2 separate regions of the Sus scrofa genome follow, and region 2 is linked to region 1. A link is a contact called in public HiChIP or PLAC-seq data. All regions are on one chromosome and are shown on one strand. Each heading gives the region's core, a stretch centred on a gene start, on an enhancer-like site or on the middle of the called end of the contact. The rest is flanking DNA. Distances are from core to core; before and after follow the strand shown. Region 1 overlaps DAB2 (disabled homolog 2). Region 2 holds the start of DAB2 (disabled homolog 2).

Region 1 (5,310 bases), core at 1,665-4,164:
AACCTTGAATCACATCATTTATATAAGGTATGACTGAAGAACAATGGGCCTGGCTTTTTAAAAAATGATATCAAACGGTATTGATCCAAAGTGATGGGCAACTGTCCACCCATGCTTTTTGAAAAGGAAAGCCAGGTAGGGTTCAAGCACTGGTTTGAATCCTGACCCACCTTTCAGTCCTCTTGTAACTCAAATCCACGTTTGTCTGTGCACAGATGAGGCAAAAGCATGTGAAATGCGAAAGCACAGGTTATGTACTGAGAAGTCACTACAATGACAAAGACATATCTTAAAAAAAAAGTGAGGGGTATTTGCTTCACGTTCTAATCATTAAAAAGATGGATTCATTTTGGTGGTGATGCCACAGCCTGAAACCATTTTGGAATCCCTTTCTTTGCAATTATCGCTGTAACCTGCAGTATGTTATTTTATTTTATATATTTTTTTGAATAGTCTCATTAGTGGTAAAACATCTGCCTTTGAGAATAGATTCAGTTTTTCTCATCGTTTGGAATCCAGCTTGGTGAATGAGTGGGGATCAAGCGGGGGTCAATATCAAGTAATGAGACCAGTTTTTTTGCATGACTTGATATACAGATTCAGAAGGCTTTAACTAGAGTTAGGCTTGGTCTTTGGATCAACTATAGTGTCAGTAGAATCATCCAAGATTCTCTCAGGTGCATGAAATCTGAGAGAGCTTCCAGACCCAGCCTACATGTACTGTATGAAGACAAAGTAATTCAAAACACCTACATATGAATAAACAAATTCTTTATTATTGTTTATTTTTGTAAGTGTAAGATTATGAGGATTGTAATAGTCATTTAATTATGTTTCTTGGTATAATCAGATCCTTATTTTGAAATCTTACTGATCTTTGAAGGCTCAGCTGCATCCTATTTGGTTCAAGACAATGCCCTACTCAAAAAATCCTCTGAACTATGACCACGTTTGCTCTCAGCTCCAATTTCTCAGAATCTAGTCAAGTACTACATTGTATTTTCATTTCATCTTTCATGGTGTTTGTCTTATTTTCCTACAAAGACTGTAGTAGCTTTTATGGAAATAACTCAATGTTTAAAGTTCCTTAGTATTTTTGTTTTGTTTTATTTTGCTTCACCCTATGGTGGATGCACTGTAAAATGCTTTTAAGATAGGATGATTTTAAGATGCAATGATTCCCTCATCCACTTCCTCATTTTCGTGTATCTGCTCTCTATGCATAAACTGAGTTCTTAGAAGTCAGTATTCAATATCTTCTTCCCTTTGATCTTACTCACTCGGATCTCAAATTTCCCTGAAAAGTTCTATTTACTGACATTTCTTTTTTGACTACTGTTATATTCAGTGGTTGACTATGGTTATTTCAGTGGTTGATGGAAGTGTAAAGTTGAGCTATTTCCAAGGGCTTCTGATCAATGCATGCAGCCTTCATCACTAATCTAGACCCAATCTTCTAAGAGAAAGTTTATACATTTAGAACTAGAAAAGTTTTCTGGGATAAACAAAACTTTTATTCCACTGGGTTAAGAGACGGAAGTCTTTCTTGAATTTATGGCCTCAGGACTGTCTGCCACAAGGTCTGTTGTTATTTGATAAGATGGAGGTCAAGTCAAAGGTATTTGTGGAAATGTGTTTATAGAACACCTACTGTCTGCCCAGCCCTTGCAGATTTTTTCCTCTCAGCAGTACTAGGTGGACTCATAGCTGTAATTTCTTCTGAGAAAGCCTCAGAACAAAACAAGGCAGTGTGGGTTAGCACCCAGATCCCAGAGTTGTTTTTTGTTTTTTTTTTTTTAGGGCCGCCCCGAGGCATATGGAGGTTCCCAGGCTAGGGGTCAAATCAGAGCTGTAAGCGCCAGCCTACACCACAGTCACAGCAATGTTAGATTCGAGCTGCCTCTGCAATCTACACGACAGCTCATGGCAACACCAGATTCTTAACCCACTGAGTGAGGCCAGGGATCAAACCTGCATCCTCATAGATCCTAGTCAGATTTGTTGCCGCTGGACCACGATGGGAACGCCCCATCCCAGAGTTTAAAATACATCAGGTAAAGTAAGTCAATGGTGAGTGGGAAGTGGACTTTTTTGCCAGTGGATAAGCCTCCCCCATGAAACAGAAGTGTGCTTGGCCACAGAAGGATTGGAGAGAAATGCAGAGAGGGTGGCTTTCTACTTTTTCCATTAGAGAGGAAGAGTAAACTGAGAGGCCTGGGAAACCACAAAGAATACAATATTGCTGGCCAGTGGAAGTAGACACATTCGGGAATCAGGAAGTCAGCCTTCTGCTCCAGCTGGGTGTCAGGGAATGACACTCCAGCACTGGCTGTCCTTTGGGAGAGCAGGGTGATCTTTAACGCTTGCTAATGGGAAACCTTCAGAAGAGTTAGTCCACGAGAAGAGACTAGAAAGGTATGGTGGTCACTTATAGTCGGGATCACTAATAAGGCTCAGCTTTTAAAAACCGGTATCTTTTTAGTTTAGTTTTCTTTCTGGTTCACCATAGCACATGGCATGAACATTCACAGAGCTTATGGAGCAAGGAATTCCAAAATCCCAACACACCTATTTATAAAAGCAGTCTTTATCAAAGCAGTCCTATCTTGTGAAAAATCTGACAGAGAAGAGCATCTGGAAAATTAAACTTGTTTAGCATCAAGCAAAGTCAAGGTAATATTCTCAGTAAGACTGAGCCATCTGAACCAAGTGGTCTGACCCAGTAATTACTTATTTTAGCAAACCAAAACATGAAGCATCAGATTGTTCCTAAGAGTTTGGATGGTAAAATGAAATGAGTTCCCATAACTTACTCTTAAAATACAGATTTCTGTTCCTTATTGCCACACCAGCTCACCACCAACACCCTCCTGCACTGACTCTACCCTTAAAGACTCATCCTGATTCATCCCCTGTGCTTAGGAATCTGTTTTCAACAGCATTTAAACAGTCATGTTTTGGAGTTCCTGTCATGGCTTAGTGGAAATGAATCTGACTAGCATCCATGAGGACACAGATTCCATTCCTGGCCTTGCTCAGTGGGTTAAGGATCTGGCGTTGCCATGAGCTGTGATGTAGGCCAGTGGCTACAGCCTCGATTCATCCCCTAGCCTGGAATCTCCATATGCCACAAGCGCAGTTCTAAAAAGACAAAACAAAACAAAACAAAAAAACTCAACAACAAAAAAACCAGCCGTGTTTGGGAACCTCTGGTCAAGGGAACCAACCAATCAGGATAATTTTTGCCAGTGGTTTTCCATTCTGAATGCCTATTGAATCACTTGGGATATACTTAGCAGTGCCAGTGTTGGGGGTTCCTCTCCCAGATTCTGACTTAGCCTATCTGAGGTATAAATTTCGTAAAAGCCCTCCGGTCAATACTAATGTGTAGCCAGGATAGTGAACCACAGACTTGAGCCAAATCAGACCCCAAACTTTCTCATTCAGAGACTTTCTGACCTGCATTCATTTTTTTCTAATTCTTTTTTTTTTTTTGAGGGGGGAGGGGGCACTCAGCCATGGCATGTGGCAGTTCCCCGGGCCAGGAATAGAACTCATCCCATAGCTGTAACCAGAGCTACCGCAGTGACAATGCCAGATCCTTAGTCCACTGAGCCACAAGAGAACTCCTGACCTGTGTTCATTTGACGTTCAAAATAGTGACATCCAATTTTTAGAATTTCATCCATTGTTATTTTTACTCTTGATCAAAAACTCCAAACTATACACACACACACACACACACACACATAACATTAAAATAAATTTTGTTTCATGACTGTTGACCTTCCTTACAATATTGCTTAGCTGAAGTAGAGCAGGAGTGGCAAAATCTGTGACACAAGCTTTTTTTCCTCAAATGTTTATTTCTCTTGCCAATCCCCCATGCTTTTTCAAGAAAACGTGCCTGCCGAAAGATACAGATGTAAGGGGATCACTTTAGAATAGACAGAGACCCCCTAAACCCAAAAAGCTGGCCAGGAATAATAAGATTGAGCTGGGATGGGTCAGTGGTCCTAGGAGAAAAGACAGCAGAAACTTCTGAAAGCTTCAGTCAGTTCTCATCTAGAGCTGTTGAGCTGCTCCTATCCAGTCTCTGCTTCCTGACTTATTTGACTGAAATCCACTAGGCTGCCCTGTAGATGATCCAGACACCACATGCCAATTAAATCTGTATTTAATTTAATCTACAATTAAACCACTTGCATTTTCTGTATCACATCTGAGTCCTGGAGATACTGGGTACCGCCAACATCATGACTACCCATTCCTTCATCATTCTTTCTAACTCACTTGAGTTCATGCTGATAACCTGAAGACTGTAACCCCTATACCACTGGCTAGTGGACAGAGACCTAACGTAGTAGAATGGATATTCTCAACTGATCCTAGAGAGTTATGCCATTCCCTTCATTTTTGACTTGGCCAAGCCATGGTAACGACCAGATAGGAACCTGAGAATGCTAAGTTTTACACAGCAAAGCCTTCTTGGTACTAGTTCTAGGACACAATTATTTTAGAGTACAAGAGGGAACTGTTGTCATCAGAAGCCTGTAGAATGCACGCTGTGAATGAAGTAGTTAGAGTAGACTTCTTTTGACAAACAAAACCTCCAAAAGTGTTTTAGGAAAGGGAGTGTATGGGAAGGAAAGACAATATTCAACCATCCCAAAATAGCTGGTATATTACTACAGGAAAAAGATAAGACCAAGACAGAGTAGTCACATTTCCTTATTTGCTATTGTACCAAAATTATCCAGTGAATTACAATGTCATTTTGCATTACTATTGAGACATCTTAAATACATCAAATCACTGAGCCTGGAGTAGAAGAAAAGAAAAATTACTTAAAGTACAAGTCTTCAAAATAGTGAGTGACTCAGGTCAGTAATTTTTTTTTTCTTTTTTTTTTGACAAGTCCGGCACTGTTTCCTTCCAAGTCTTGGCCATCTTAGTTTGCTTTCATCTTCTTTGCTATTCTCATACACATACAGTTTTGCTTTAGATCTTGGGACTTTCACATATTAATTATCCATTCCACATATGTTTATTAATCATCTACCTTGTGCCATGTACCACCCTGTGATTTGTCATTAAGGCTTACATCATCTCCTGTCATAGGAGTGACCCACATACCCTAGTGATGTCTCTAGCTTCCATTGTTTCTCTATTTGCCTGTAACAGTAAAAATAACAATAGCTAATACCACATGGTATTGACCTTGTGTAAGACACAGTTCCAGGTTCTGCAAAGATGTTAACTTTTTTGATCCATGAGAATCCCATGAAGAAGGCTTCATTTTTATTTATT
Region 2 (5,310 bases), core at 1,047-3,546, 79 kb after region 1:
AGGTCCCCATGGAGGACATGCAGAAAGGCAGTCTTGTTCTGACCCAAAGGAGCTCACAGCATAAAAATAAAGTGAAGACAAAGGGAAGTCCCTACTCAGATCACAGCTGAGAATGAGTGCCTAACTGGTTTCAGGGTGATCTGGAACTTTCTGGAACCATGGAGAACTGCTGATTAGCATATCAGGAGATATATTACATAAGCCAGCCATGTTTAGAGATAGCTGATGTGTTTGTTCTTCTCGCAAAATGTTTCATGATATTATAAAATAGTAACAGCTATCCTTGAAATACTTCTGTCTAATTCTCTCTCTGTTCTCTCACTCTTCCACCTCCATTGCACACATATATATTGCTTGGCGTATCACTTGTTTGTCAACTCTCTTCCTGCCAGCCCTTTATTAGTCTATTTTCTGGCCAATTTCTTGCTTTCTCAGATCATTTTCCCATAATCCCTCTGAAAATCTGAGGCACTCTGCTGTAATGGAATTCCTTGGACGATATAATATTAGTCTTTAAGGTATTGCATTAGCCATACACCTATTTGGAGAGGTCTCTGATTTTTCAACTTCCTCAGTGAAATTTGCTTCTTCTCTTGAATCCTCTATGTTTCAGCCAATTCCCCCCTTATCTCCTTCTTCTCTGGGACTCGGCTTCCCTGAACTTTAGCATTCCCTTTAGCCAATTCTCCTTGGAAGCTATTTTTTTCTACTCCTGGGGCATCCTCGACAATAATGTATAAGCAACAATCACAGAAATGTGTACAAGAAACACTGATAATTGTCAAATTTTAGCCTCAGAAGGTTTTATGCATAAGGATTCTGTTGATGCTAGAAGGAACCAAGTCATCAGAGGTAGGTGGCCATGAGAATTAGCTAAAATGCATTAACATTTTCATAGTAACATATAGTAGCAAGTAGCATAGTATAATACATATAGCAACAAATAACATAGTCATCTAATTCTTAACTCTGTGCGAAGTCACATTGTGCGTTTGTAAGTAGGACTTCAAAACAACCCAATAAGAAATGGAAGAAAGGCTGTTTCTAAAGATAAGTAGTGAGTCTGGCCTCCCTACCTTTCTCTCTCTCAGTTTTTAAATGGGCTCAAGCAATTTGAAAACCAAAATTACTGGACAGAAATAATTACTGGGCAGAACTGAGATGCCTTATGTGGTGAGGGTAGGTAAATTTTTGTGAGGTTGTAACAATGGCTCTTTTTTATGCCCTGGAAGTCCAACATTAAACATCCACTTCCATCAGGGACTTTGGAATTGCAATATATCGAATGAGCTATGCTTTATTACATGCTGATGGAAGTAATCACGGCATAGTCACGCATTGCAGATGCTAGCAACTTCTTCCCTTTTGATGTAAAATATAACATGAAGTCTTTGCATTAAAGTCAGAGGTATAAAATCTGCTAGCATCTGTAAATATTTTATTCTTTAGGTACTCCCCGGTGCTGAAAATAAAATGTAGAGAACGTTGCCTGAATTTCTGAAATAACCTCCGACCAAGAAGAAACCACCCAGTTTCTTTATCATAACAGCTCCCCCTGCTGCTTCAAAGTGAGGCTTCGTGCCTATTTGCCGTTTTCCCTTCAGTCTTTGAGGGGCTCTGGAAGCATGGCTGGAAAACATTATCCTCAACTGAACCGTAGCCAGGAAAGTCTCAGGAGGGAATTCTTTCCTGACATAAAATTAAACCTGGCTTCAGCATATCTTCGGGGGGAAAAAGAAGGAAAACTTACTGTTGATGTTTCTTGGCTGGGCTTTCTTTCTGTTCTTAAAGCAACATTATTTTAGAAATCTGTAACAAAACCTGTCATCTGCCAAGTCAGCCCAAGCATCCCAGCCTCTCTCAGCTCAGCTCAGCTTTCTCGATCTTGCCTCCCTCCATGCAAACTGGGCGAAATTTATTCAAAAACAGATGCCTTTTAACTCACCTGTGGTAGAAGCAGTGACTGTCTCTTCCTTCCGTGGAAGGGAATCTGATGCCAAAAGTCCCACAGAGTCCAAGGCAGAGTGGCACCGATGTGGTGGTAGAGCTGCCAAGCCACAGAGTAACCAGGCCTCCAGGTGACTTGTCTTTTAGCCTTGCTGGATTGATAATTGTTGCACGACTTCAGCAGTGGCTCAGGAGCAACTGGCTGCAGGCAATATATTTTCAGGTCCAACTGGATGCACGGCTTATTTAGAGCAGAAAATCTGGGTGCTGTGGCCGTAGGAGGCCTCTGCCTCTCTGTGCCTGTGGAAGATGGTGTGATGAAGATTACTGTGTGACCTGATGCCACTGGAAGGAAGGTGCTGGGTTATTTATTCACCCAAGAGGCAGATGTTAGAATCACTGAGTTAAAAAAAAAAAAAATTGCCTCAATCCAGGGCGCTGATGCTCTGGTGGGTGAAAGACATCTTGCATCTCAAGCTGAGGCCAGATATACTGTTATCTACCAACCCAGTGCTGGTCCAGAGTCACCTTTTTCTCTGCCTTTCTATTCCCATCAAAAACAATGACTTAGAAAGTTTGTCAGTGGGTATGAGAGTATTACAGCAAGGGAACTGACACCATCAGAAGTTTTGTAGCACGCAGCATGATCATTATAGGTTCTGGAATGTTCAGGCACTGGTCTCTGGCTCTGAATGTGCTACTCTCATTAAAATGTATTTCTAGGATAAGAGAATGGTGTTTGGTATCATCTGTGCAGACCAGGAAACAGCATAGGACACACTTCACATACTCTGTTAGGAAGTGGCTGAGATGGGGGCTAACACACTGAGAACTTGCCTGCATGGCTTGGGTTTAAGACCTACTCCTAATTGTTTTCCTTGCTTAAGAACATCTCCCTCAACTGGCTTATGTAAGAGACTGCTTTTTGGATACGAAGGTATTCTCCATCTGAGACATTCATTTATCATTGTTATTATTATTTTGGCCACGTCCTATGGCATGCAGAAGTTCCTGGGCCAGGGATCAAAACCACACCATAGCAGTGTCTTAAGTTATAGCAGTGATAATGCCAGATCCTTAACCTGAAAGGCCACCAGGGAACTCCCTGAGACATTCATTCAAAATCTAAATATTTCAAGATAGTAAAGTAACATTATAGTGAACAGTGTTTTTAGCGGGAACAGTTAGCCAGTTAACTAACCACGCCCTGATGATGGGGATGACATTGGTGATTGGGAAGTGCTTCTTTGAAGAAGGTAGGTTGAGGCAGAAGGCTCAAGCCAGAGGCAGTGGGTGTTGAAGGGAGGGTTTTGGGGAGACAATAGGTGGGGAGACCTGGGCCTCTCTGGGACAAAATGAGAGCACTGTGAGCTAGCATTTGGCCAACAAGGATGGAAATCGTGAGGTCCATGAGGAGATAGGTTCAAGGAAGAGAGTAGAGTCGGAATATAAAATCACCTTCTCTCTCATAGTTTTCTGAGCCTAACCTGAGAACTGGTCCTGTTTTCCTCAATATCCAGATACTTACATAAAGTGATTTCATTGTTCCTCACCCTAATAGGTGATTTTCCCCTCCACTTGCTTGTGTAGGTCTCAGAATAAAGACTGGAGAGTTGGGTCCCAAAAGAGAGGGCCAGTTGTCACGACTTTAGCCTGCCTGTCATTGTCTCCTGCCTGGACCTATGCAGTTTTATTCTTTTCTCCACCCCCCCCCCATTCCAGATTCATCTCATACCCAAAGGCAACCCTGATGATGTCACTGGCCTACTAAAAGATATTACAGTTGGTCAGCGGAATAATTTCTCACCTATAGTAGGTTTATTTATTGTTAGAAACTACTTAGGCCTCTTTCCTGAGAGAGGATTATATATCTTTATCCAAGGCAATGTGACTTTTAGTGCCTCCTGGATTGAAGGGGTATCCTTTGCCCATGGATGTCAGGCTTGGCCATAGGCTTTATTTTGGCCAACAGAATATGAGCAGATATATGTCTTGTCTCTGGAGAGAGCTTCAAAAATCATCATATGTTTCTGCCAGTCCTTTGCCTTGGGAAACCAGGTTTCCCAAGTGGAAGCAGATCCTTCAGTCTGACTCGAAGAATAAGATGAGAGGACACATGATAGAAGAGCCATAGCAGCTGATCCACAGCTACCAACATGGAACACAAATGGGAAACAGATGTCTGTTTCTGTAAGCCACTGAGATTTGGGATTTGCTTGGTACACCAGCAAAACTGACTAATATAAAATCCACTCCACAGTTTTGCCTCAGTCTACATTTCCATACTGACATGAGTGTGACAACAGCACATGCATCCTATACTCCAGCCAATCTAGAAGCATCTCCATTCCCCAGCCCTGGTATTTCTACTTTTATTATTTTCCCAGCTCAAATTACCTGTCCCCAGTTTTCAATAAACCTCACTTTAGAGATTCTTCTAGCTACCTCTAAGTCTATCTCACCTATGAAGTCTTTCTGAATGTCTTGGTTTGAAATGCCTTTTTCTGTCTCTGAATTCTCCAAAGTATTCATGTTTCTGCTACCTATGACTCTATTTGTTAATAATAAAAAATGCCATCTATAAAGCATGTACTATATACCAGAGATAGCTGTTCAGGTATGTGTATCTATGCATACTACATGCTGGTTTTTACCAACAGTGTTTGTGTGCATACACTAAGGTTAGGAAAAAAGAAAAAGGATTCTTGAGGGTGAAAAACCTGTAAAGGATAAAAGGTGAGGAAACAGCAGAAAGTGGCAGTCATCTTCCTACCACAGTGATGTTCTGACACCTGTGGAAAAGCCAGGGAGGATGGGAGATCCGTTAGGAAGGTCTTCAGCAGTAGTGCAATTCCAAGAATTATTCTGCCAAGCCAACGTGACTCTTGAACCAAAGTGATCTTTTCGTGGGGGAAAGGTCTCATATCTCAAATGACCTGCACTGGTACCTGCAATGACCTTGCTTGGTCATTGGCTGGGAGTGGCTTGTGGAAATATATGGTAGTGGATCCCAAACAACAGCTGGGGGCATTCATCGTGATGCTCTCAGAGCATAAAACATGAACCCCCACATCACTGGCTTACTGAATCTTCGCAGAAACTCTCTGAGGTCAGGACTGGTATCATTTTTTGCTTTAAAGTAAGGACACAGAGACTTAGAGGGATTAAGTGGTTTTGCTGCCATCACCCAGTTAGGAAGGGGATGGAGCCTGAGCTTGTCTTCTAAACTATCATTGACTTCAACTCTGGCGCTTATTAAGCACATGAATGGGTAACTGCACCTTGGTGTTGCCTGTGAGAAGGTGGAAACCTGACCTGACAATGATCAGTGCCACTCTTGCTTTTTTGCTGGATCCAGAAATG

The links. HiChIP or PLAC-seq counts read pairs in DNA pulled down with a chosen protein or histone mark.
Region 2: an H3K27ac HiChIP or PLAC-seq map of alveolar macrophages shows a contact between it and region 1. The contact joins the promoter of DAB2 here to the enhancer-like site in region 1. A contact is called at or near these places in 4 of 47 Hi-C or Micro-C datasets (embryonic fibroblasts, liver, mesenteric adipose tissue and 1 more) and 2 of 2 datasets of contacts at active chromatin or transcription factors (alveolar macrophages and skeletal muscle).

Annotation. Positions count from the first base shown.
Region 1 is chr16:24,695,232-24,700,541 of Sscrofa11.1, forward strand. The region is part of intron 2 of DAB2 (disabled homolog 2); the gene reads right to left. Among named protein-coding and RNA genes, the nearest start is that of DAB2, 79 kb to the right of the region's middle. Within about 2 kb of position 2,915, at least 4 of the 83 cell types and tissues checked have an H3K27ac peak or open chromatin away from gene starts, as enhancers often do. A contact at or near this core is called in alveolar macrophages, where this site is marked.
Region 2 is chr16:24,774,641-24,779,950 of Sscrofa11.1, forward strand. DAB2 (disabled homolog 2) reads right to left here and starts at 2,297. Exons shown (of 16, transcript XM_021076650.1): 1 at 1,946-2,297. The region is part of intron 2 of LOC102163534 (a long non-coding RNA gene); the gene reads left to right.